Linked DNA regions of Oryctolagus cuniculus: region 1 is linked to region 2. A link is a contact called in public Hi-C data. All regions are on one chromosome and are shown on one strand. Each heading gives the region's core, a stretch centred on a gene start, on an enhancer-like site or on the middle of the called end of the contact. The rest is flanking DNA. Distances are from core to core; before and after follow the strand shown.

Region 1 (4,012 bases), core at 693-3,192, 110 kb after region 2:
GTTCACCTACTGTTCCTAATTCCTAGCCAAGTCTTCCCTGGGTGAGGAGAAAAACATCTTAACAAAAAGATTATTAAAAAAAAAAAAAAAAACAGTAATAATCTCTTGCCCAGGCAACTTCCCTCCCATCCCCCACCTCCAAACCATATGCAAAAACTACTTTTAAAAACTTCTGCAGATCCCATCACTGAGTGTTTGACCATCATCTATCCCTACAAAGAAGTAAAACAGTCGATCGGAAATGGCAACAAATAAAAGCCAGGAAGAATTCACCTGAAGAATCTGGCCCGGCAACCTGAGTTATATAAACAAAACCCTGCAACAGGGGGCAATGGGGGGGATGGGGTGAGGGCCAAAGACAAACAGGAGACACTTTTTTTTCTTAAACAGCCTTTCACACCCTACCCCCTAACCCCCCCCTCCCCAGGGCTTAGTTGTTCCCCACATGAGGGCCCCCCTCAATCTCTAACTTATCCCCTCCAAAGCCAGATTCCTTGATTTGTCACAGGAACTTTCGCGAATTTCTCTAGCTGGTCATGAAATAATCAGCCTGGACTCCAACCAGAACCCTTGCCTGCTGGGGGGGGTGGGGGGCTCCCCCCCACTGCAACCTCCAGGGAGAATAAAGTTGGGGCGGGGGCAGGGCGAGTACTCCCCAGGAACCTTAGCCTCACGCGGGGAGTTCTGCTTGGGTGGGTGGTTCTCGGGGGGCTGTCTCCTAGGGAGGCCTGCTCTCCCTGCCCCCAGCTGTCACAGCCACAACATGGAGGGAGGCTGGCCGCAGGGCCCGGGGGTCCTCACCGCACGCGAGCACGGGTGGGATAGGCTTTGTCAGGAGGGTCCTGCCAGGACCAGCCACCGCACCAGGAGTCCCTCATTTAAAAAACACACCGAGCTCTTTATTAGCAAAGGGGGCCCTGCGCCGACTACTCTCTTCCTAATATAGAAAGGAATTAGGGATAAAGAAGGTCGCTGGAGTTACCCCAGTTCAAGAGGCATTGTGAGAGCAGGGAATGGGGGCATCTACAGGGAGAAAGGCCTCCCTCTCGGGAAATGTCTGCCTGGAGTCCCGAAATACAGAGCGAACAAACAGAAAAGAGAGACCCTGACGGTGGGCCCAGCGGTAGACAGAGTGAGGCGGCTGGTCCTGGGGGAAGAAAAAAAAAAAAAAAAAAAGAGGCCGTATTGGGAGCCCCAAAGAAAAGTCACGGGCGCTGGAGGGGCGGGGGGGGGGGTTGCAGGAAGAGCAGGAGCTACGCATATTGTGGGGTGCTGCAGATAAAGGGGAGCTGAACAGGCCCTCGCTTCCTGGGAGGCGCCGGGAGCCGCCGTGGGCGCCGCGGGAGGAGGGGGCAGTGGCCTGGGGTGCCCCGGGGCCCTCGGCCGAGCCTCAGGGGTCCCCACGCCGGCCCCCCCACCACAGCCACGATCCCCCGCCTCGAAGGATACAGCTTGACCACGTCCGTGTCCATCCGCCTCTTGCCGGGACTGGGGGATGACATGGTGTCGCCGCCGCCTCCCCGTCGCCTGCGCCGCCGCTGCCTCTCTCCGGTCCTCGGCCCCGTCTGTCAAGGGCCCGGCCCCGGCTCTGAGGAGCCCGCGGCCGCGCCGGCTCCTCGGCGGAGGTGGCAACACCCCCGATCCCGTCGGGTCCCGTCGGGTCCCGTCAGCCGCCGCCGCCGCCCCCCGCACGGGGGAACACCGGCCCGGTTCGGCCGAGTGGGGGTGGGGACCCCGCGGCGCCCGGCTCCGCCGCTCTCTCCGGCTGTGGGGCCGCCCCGGCGCCCCGCCGCGCCACGCTCCCTCCGGCCCGCTCTAGCTCGCTCGCCCGATCGCCACTCGCCCGCGCACCCCTCGCCGACTCCTGGCAGCCTGCACGACAGGCGGACGACTCCTGCTCGGTCGGCCTCTCTACCCCAGCCTCGCTCTGGACGCCGTGACGTCACCTCTGTGACGTCATCCGAGGGGCGGGCCCGGACGGCGAGAGGGGTGGGGCGCCGCCGCGCCGTGGGCTTTCCCGGGGACTTATGGGATATGTAGTTCCTCTTTCTCCTGCCCTCTCCGTCCTCTGTCCCCTCCCCCCAACCTTCCCCACACACTTTGTCGCTCAACCGCCAATGTGTTACCGTCGTCCTAGACGTTCATAGTAAATAATGGCAACGTTATGACACCCGCGTGTGTTTTAGGGAATGAACCGCCTTCGCACACAGTCGGCTTTAAAGGCTGTTTATTTGATTTGGGGGAGGCCAAAGTGGCAATTATTCAGACAGACGCCCAGATCTGGAAAGCCCCTGCCCTCCTCAGGTGAAGAGAATTTGCAGGATTGCAGAGGAGAGCAAGGCTTCCCCGCAGTTTGCAAATCAGGGCCATTACCTTTCACGTGTTCAAGGCCACGATTTCAAGGATCAGAGTGGAGGCAGCAAGGTGGTAAGGCCAGAAACAACTTAGAACTAACACCCTTATTCAGAATTTGAGATCACAAGGTGAGCGACCCCTAGAAGCTGGGACGGCTCGAATATGCTAGAGTTCACGGCAAAGATTCTCCCATCCTCCAAACGCCTGCACGCACCTCTTACACTGCCTCGGTATCAATAAATAATAATAATTAAGCCCCTCCTGGGGGCTCTCACTTTGGGGGACACGAGGCTATCGTGAGGAACTAAACAAGGCTAAACGCGCACAGCCCTCCCAGTCTGTGTGAGCTACGGCATGAACGTCACCTGGGAACTTGTTAGAAATGCAGACGTGAGCTTCCCCTCAAACCTATGAAATTAGGAGGTGCAGCTTAACAAGCTCCCCAGGTGATCCCTGTGCACAGTGAAGCTGGAGAGACAAAGAGGGCAGGAGACAGGGTTCCAGGCATCGCCCATATCCATGTCAGCTTTCCTGAAGTTTCCAGCTGTCCCCTTGCTCCTGTGAATCCACTTGTACTTTGTCAGCCCCTGTGCTGGGGGCTGTGTCCGCTTACGTAACTGCCTACACACAACGCGTGCACCTGGGCCAGCAGCCATCGGTGAAGTTGAATATTGTCTGCTCCTACAGTCCCATCCCTCAAAAGGCCTGGCTATTTTTTTTTTTCACTGCTAAATGTATATAACGTAAAATTTAGCATTGCAGTATGTAACTCGGAAGCATTAAATAGATTCACCGTGCTCGAAGCCATCGCTACTCTCCAGTTCCAGGACTTTTTCATCACCCCCAACAGAAACTGTGTACCCATTAAATAATAAGTCTCCATTCCCTCGGCTCTGCAGGGGGTGACCTCTCTTCTGTGTTCTGAGAACCATGGGCTATTTTAACTGCTTCCAACGGGAGTTCATGGCTCTCTCCTATGGCACACAGCACATCTATTAGGAGGAGGACATGTCTGAATGGAGAGTCCCGACCCCCTCTATCTGACCTCGCTCTTAAGGAGAGAGAAAAGCCAGAGCAGAGTTTTGTCCTCCTGATTCGGTGTCAGCTTGGTTCTCTGAGCTCCTACTGCAGCTGCCTCCTCTCCCGAAACACCCCTGCCGCCGTCACCTAATTAACCCGGGCTCCCTGCAATGCCCCTGGTGGCTTTCAAGCTTGGTGTATTTCAAAAATCACCTGCACAGCTGGCACAGCTCATGAGAGTTCAGGCCCCAGCCCCGGGAGATAATTCTGATTGAGAAAGACTGCATGGGACCTGGACATCCGGGTCTTTAACCAGCCCCTCCCCCCCATATGATTCTGATACAGGCCAAAGGTTGAGGATGCCAGGAGGCAACACCTGCCCGACTGCTCCAGGTGGGTTAAGTGCACCTGTGATGTCCTTCAAGTAAGGGAGGGTCTGCGTGCCCTCCGGTTTTCCCCAGCCTGTCAGGGACAGTGGGAACCTTAGAGGAGTCACAGAGCGGAGTACAGAACAGACTTGAAAGAGCAGGTCACGGCAGGGACGCTTGAGGAACAAGGGCACGGAGCAGGAGACGGGGAACCTCCCCGGTGCTCTAATCTCCAACACTGTAGCTGCTGGGATCCAAATACTGGGTCA
Region 2 (3,693 bases), core at 699-3,198:
GAGCATGCCCCAGCCTCACAGGCAGGGCATGGCTAAATCTGTCACCTGTCTAAGCACAATTCACACACAACCCCCCGACCCACACAGAAACCACCACCCTTTAACGCAAAGCTCTCCACGCCGCCGGCCGAGGGGCAGCATGTGACCAAACCTCTTCCCGGTCCCTTTTGGGTCTGGCTTACCAGCTTGACCTCAAGAAAAACAATCAGGTTTTGAAAACACTTCCAGAAGGTTCTCCCAGGCAGAACGCTGTGGCAGCAGGGCCCGGCTGCGTGAAGGGCAGGAATCGACACGTAAGAATGTACTTCATGAAGTCTCGACCCCCCAGTTAGCTTCGTTTCCTACCATGACTGCACAGGCCGGGGGCCAGCGTGGGCCCACTGGGAGGAACAGCTCGGATTCCTACGTGGCTGGCTCTCAGTGTTCCCAAGGCAGACCTCTTTCTCCCCCAGTTCTTCCTGACCACTTCGAGAAAACACTATTCTGTCTGCATGTCCAAGTGCCGGCTGGTTTGGTTTGTTTCTTTGGAACCATCAATAAAAGAAGCAACTTCTTCCTGTCATTCTTACGTCTACCTATCAGAGCGGCTAGTTCTTCTGACAGTTCAGTAGCACACAAGCTGACTTGGCCAAACGGACTCATGAATGCATGCATTCGGACCGCATATTGCTACCAAAATGGAATGTGGGAATATGCTATGCACCTCCAGGTGAGAAATGACCAAGAAATCAAGATCTAAAGGGTGATATATAATATATATATATCAATGCTATTATTCATAAAAACCTTGTTTAGTAATAAAAAAAATTGCTTTGTTTAAATATGAATATTATAGTCTGCTTCTCATGGTTAGGAAATAATAGTCTTTCTGAAAAGCAGGTGCTTTTTCTACTACAACTCCATGTCCTGGGCCTCGTCTTCCGAAAAGTCTGACATTGAACTCTCCGACGAGCTGTCCCCGGTGCCCTCTTCCTGCTCTTTCAGCGCCTCCTCCGTGGCGTACTTCTGGATGTACTCTGCACAGGGCGGGGAGGAGAACACGTGGGCAGTGAGTGGCCGGGCACGCGTGGACTGGCTCCCACTTACCTTCAGCGCGAGGGGGAGCCATCTCCGGAGCGGAGTCCACGCATCTTGCCCCCGAGGAGGAGGGACGGTCAGGAGGGGCCACGCGGAACTTCCGACTTGCAGGGGAATAATAATAAACACGGCGCCCACCCACGGTGTTGCTACTTTTTAAGACTGATTATTTGAAAGGCAGGAAGGGAGACAGAAGTCTTCCACCTGCAGGTTCACTCTCTAAATGGCTGCAATGGGCTGGGCCAGGCAGAAGCCAAGAGCATCCTCTTGATCCCCCATGTGGATACAGGGGTCCAAGCACTTGGGCCATCCTCTGCTGCTTTCCCAGGCACATTAGCAGGGAGCGGGATGGGAAGTGGAGGAGCCAGGACTCGAACCAGCGCCCATAGGGGATGCCTGTGGTGCAGATAGGGGCTTAATCCACCGTGCCACAGTGTCGGCTCCTCTTTTTTACTGTGTAAATACATAATTCACCACCCAGGCTGGGACTAGTCATTTATTAGGAAATCTCCCATCCTTTTCAGATTTGCAGTTATATAATTACATCAGCTCAGCTCTGCTATTTTCGAAACAGAGCTGAGTCTCAGCAGAGCCTGCCCGTCAGCTCTGGAGCAGCTGGCAAGAGCAGTACCGCAGCCGGCCTGGGACGAGCCGCCCTGCGGAGACAGGCTGGCCCGAGTGCTGGGACCGTGCACCGTTCCCCCGACTCTGCTCTTAGGAACAACTGTGTTTATGCAGCAGACACCGTTCCCCAGTCAACAGCGCCTGTGTGTGGCAGCTCAGAATCCTGTCTGGCGCACGAGGAGGACGCGCACACGCCCTCATGTCCTCATGTGCTGGCCAAGTAAGGGAATGGACCCAGCGGGCCTGCCCGGACCGAGTAACCAGGCCAAGGGCTCTGGCTAAGAACATTCTTAAAACTGTTCTAAAGGGTTCCTGAAAAGAATGTGTGACAGGTAACTTAGATTCCCTTCAAATTCATTAGAACAACTTTATACTGAGATAAAGACATTCAACCAGCCATGGCCAGGTAGGAAGTTACCTTTCAGCGAGAAATGTTTTGGTGCTGTAATTTGATAATATCACCTTCTTTAGTATATCCCAGGGAACAAATGCTTAGTAAGCACTTACTAAGACAAGGCTTTCAGGGAGAGAGAAATGAAAAGCAAGGTCACTAATGAAGAGTCAGCGGACGAAGCTAAAAGGCAGGAGCCGCAGAGGGCCAGCAGGGGGAGGCAGTCGCAGAAGGGCCCTGGCTGAGGGCCCAGGAAGGCAGCCACAGCCACAGTGAGTCCCAAGCCTTGCCAGGCTTAGCTCACAAAAGCTAAGAGGTTGAGATGTTAAAACACAACACTCAGAACTCTGTGTCTTCCTTCTTAAAAGAAAAAAGACTAAAGAAATAAGGCAGAATGTAAAGGTTTTGCTATAAGTGGATGGTCATGGTTTTTCTGCATGTTTGAAACTTTCCATGGCCAATAAAGGAAGCACACAGAGTTCTAGCTTGATTTGTCACAGGCTGATGTGTTTAGAAGAGGAAAGATGATTAATGCAGTACCAGAGAGCCCTGCTCTGAGCAAGGCAGTGACAGCTTCAGTTCTGCAGGCTGTCCACTATTTAAACAGGTTTCCAAAAACGCACAAGACAGCAGCAACTAAGTATGAGGACAAGGCACACACACCGAGTCCTGCCGTGAGCTGTCAGGGTGGGGGGGGTGGCCACACAGATGGAAACGCTACACCCACCTGGAAATCACCTACCACGGAAGCTGTGAGAGGTGAACGAACTCCCCGAGGGGCGGAGGACAGGAAAGGGAACCCCAGGAGCAGCTCTTAGAAGAACACTCAGGTTTACACGATGGAATCCCAAGTTTTCAGAGAGGTAGGGCATAAAACAGCTACGCTGCAGAGATGCCCATGCCATGGGACTCGAGGGAGGGCCAAGGGATCAGGAACTGCCGAGATCACAGATCCAGCAGGTGCACTGGCAGAAGAGCAGGTGCATTTTGAAGACTGTTAATGTCTCTCCTTGTTGGGGAAGGTTTATGCAGCTAAATTTTCACTGTGAAAAGTTCTCCCACATGACGATCTCAAGGACATGCCAGCGGACACTGGTCAGCCCACATGGGCCCTCAGAACTTCTGCAGTCTTATTTTAATGAAGTTCACTTCCTGTTAGCCTGTAAATTGTATTAAGCACAGGAAAACAGGGTTCCAAATCCTAAAAGGAGGAGCAAACCAGTGCCACCACCACTCCCACTGACGCTGGGGTCCACTACTATCTTATTTTAAGCTAGAGGAAAGTTATTTGGAGTTAAATAACTTAGGAAGGCTTTTAAAGCCTCCCCGAATTAAGTTCTTCTGACTCCAGTTAGCCCATCTGCCTCTCACCTTTAATTTTCTGCTTGTATTCTTCTGGCCGGTGGAGGTACATTGCTGCAGCATCGCCGTTCAGAGGATCGATGGGGTTGGGGTAGGCCAGCAACTGGGGCAGGAAGGACTCAAATATATTGGTAAGATCTGAAGAGACAGACAGACACGTCAAGCCTAGGAGCATTCAAGTTCACCTACAACTCACTTGCATTCAGTGGTCAAAACTACTTACCTTTGTGGGTGCTTAA

The links. A called contact is a pair of places that touch in the nucleus more often than the background predicts.
Region 1: a contact with region 2 is called in a Hi-C map of psoas muscle, with 4 times the contacts expected there. The contact joins the promoter of UBE2H here to the enhancer-like site in region 2. A contact is called at or near these places in 6 of 6 Hi-C or Micro-C datasets (ear pinna, embryonic fibroblasts, liver and 3 more).

Annotation. Positions count from the first base shown.
Region 1 is chr3:166,118,013-166,122,024 of mOryCun1.1, forward strand. It overlaps UBE2H (ubiquitin conjugating enzyme E2 H), which reads right to left and starts at 1,943. Exons shown (of 5, transcript XM_008258202.4): 1 at 1,450-1,943. The coding sequence starts at 1,502.
Region 2 is chr3:166,009,698-166,013,390 of mOryCun1.1, forward strand. It overlaps UBE2H (ubiquitin conjugating enzyme E2 H), which reads right to left. Exons shown (of 5, transcript XM_008258202.4): 4 at 3,464-3,592; 5 at 1-1,016. The coding sequence ends at 892. Among named protein-coding and RNA genes, the nearest start is that of MIR183, 68 kb to the left of the region's middle. Within about 2 kb of position 1,949, at least 2 of the 8 cell types and tissues checked have an H3K27ac peak or open chromatin away from gene starts, as enhancers often do.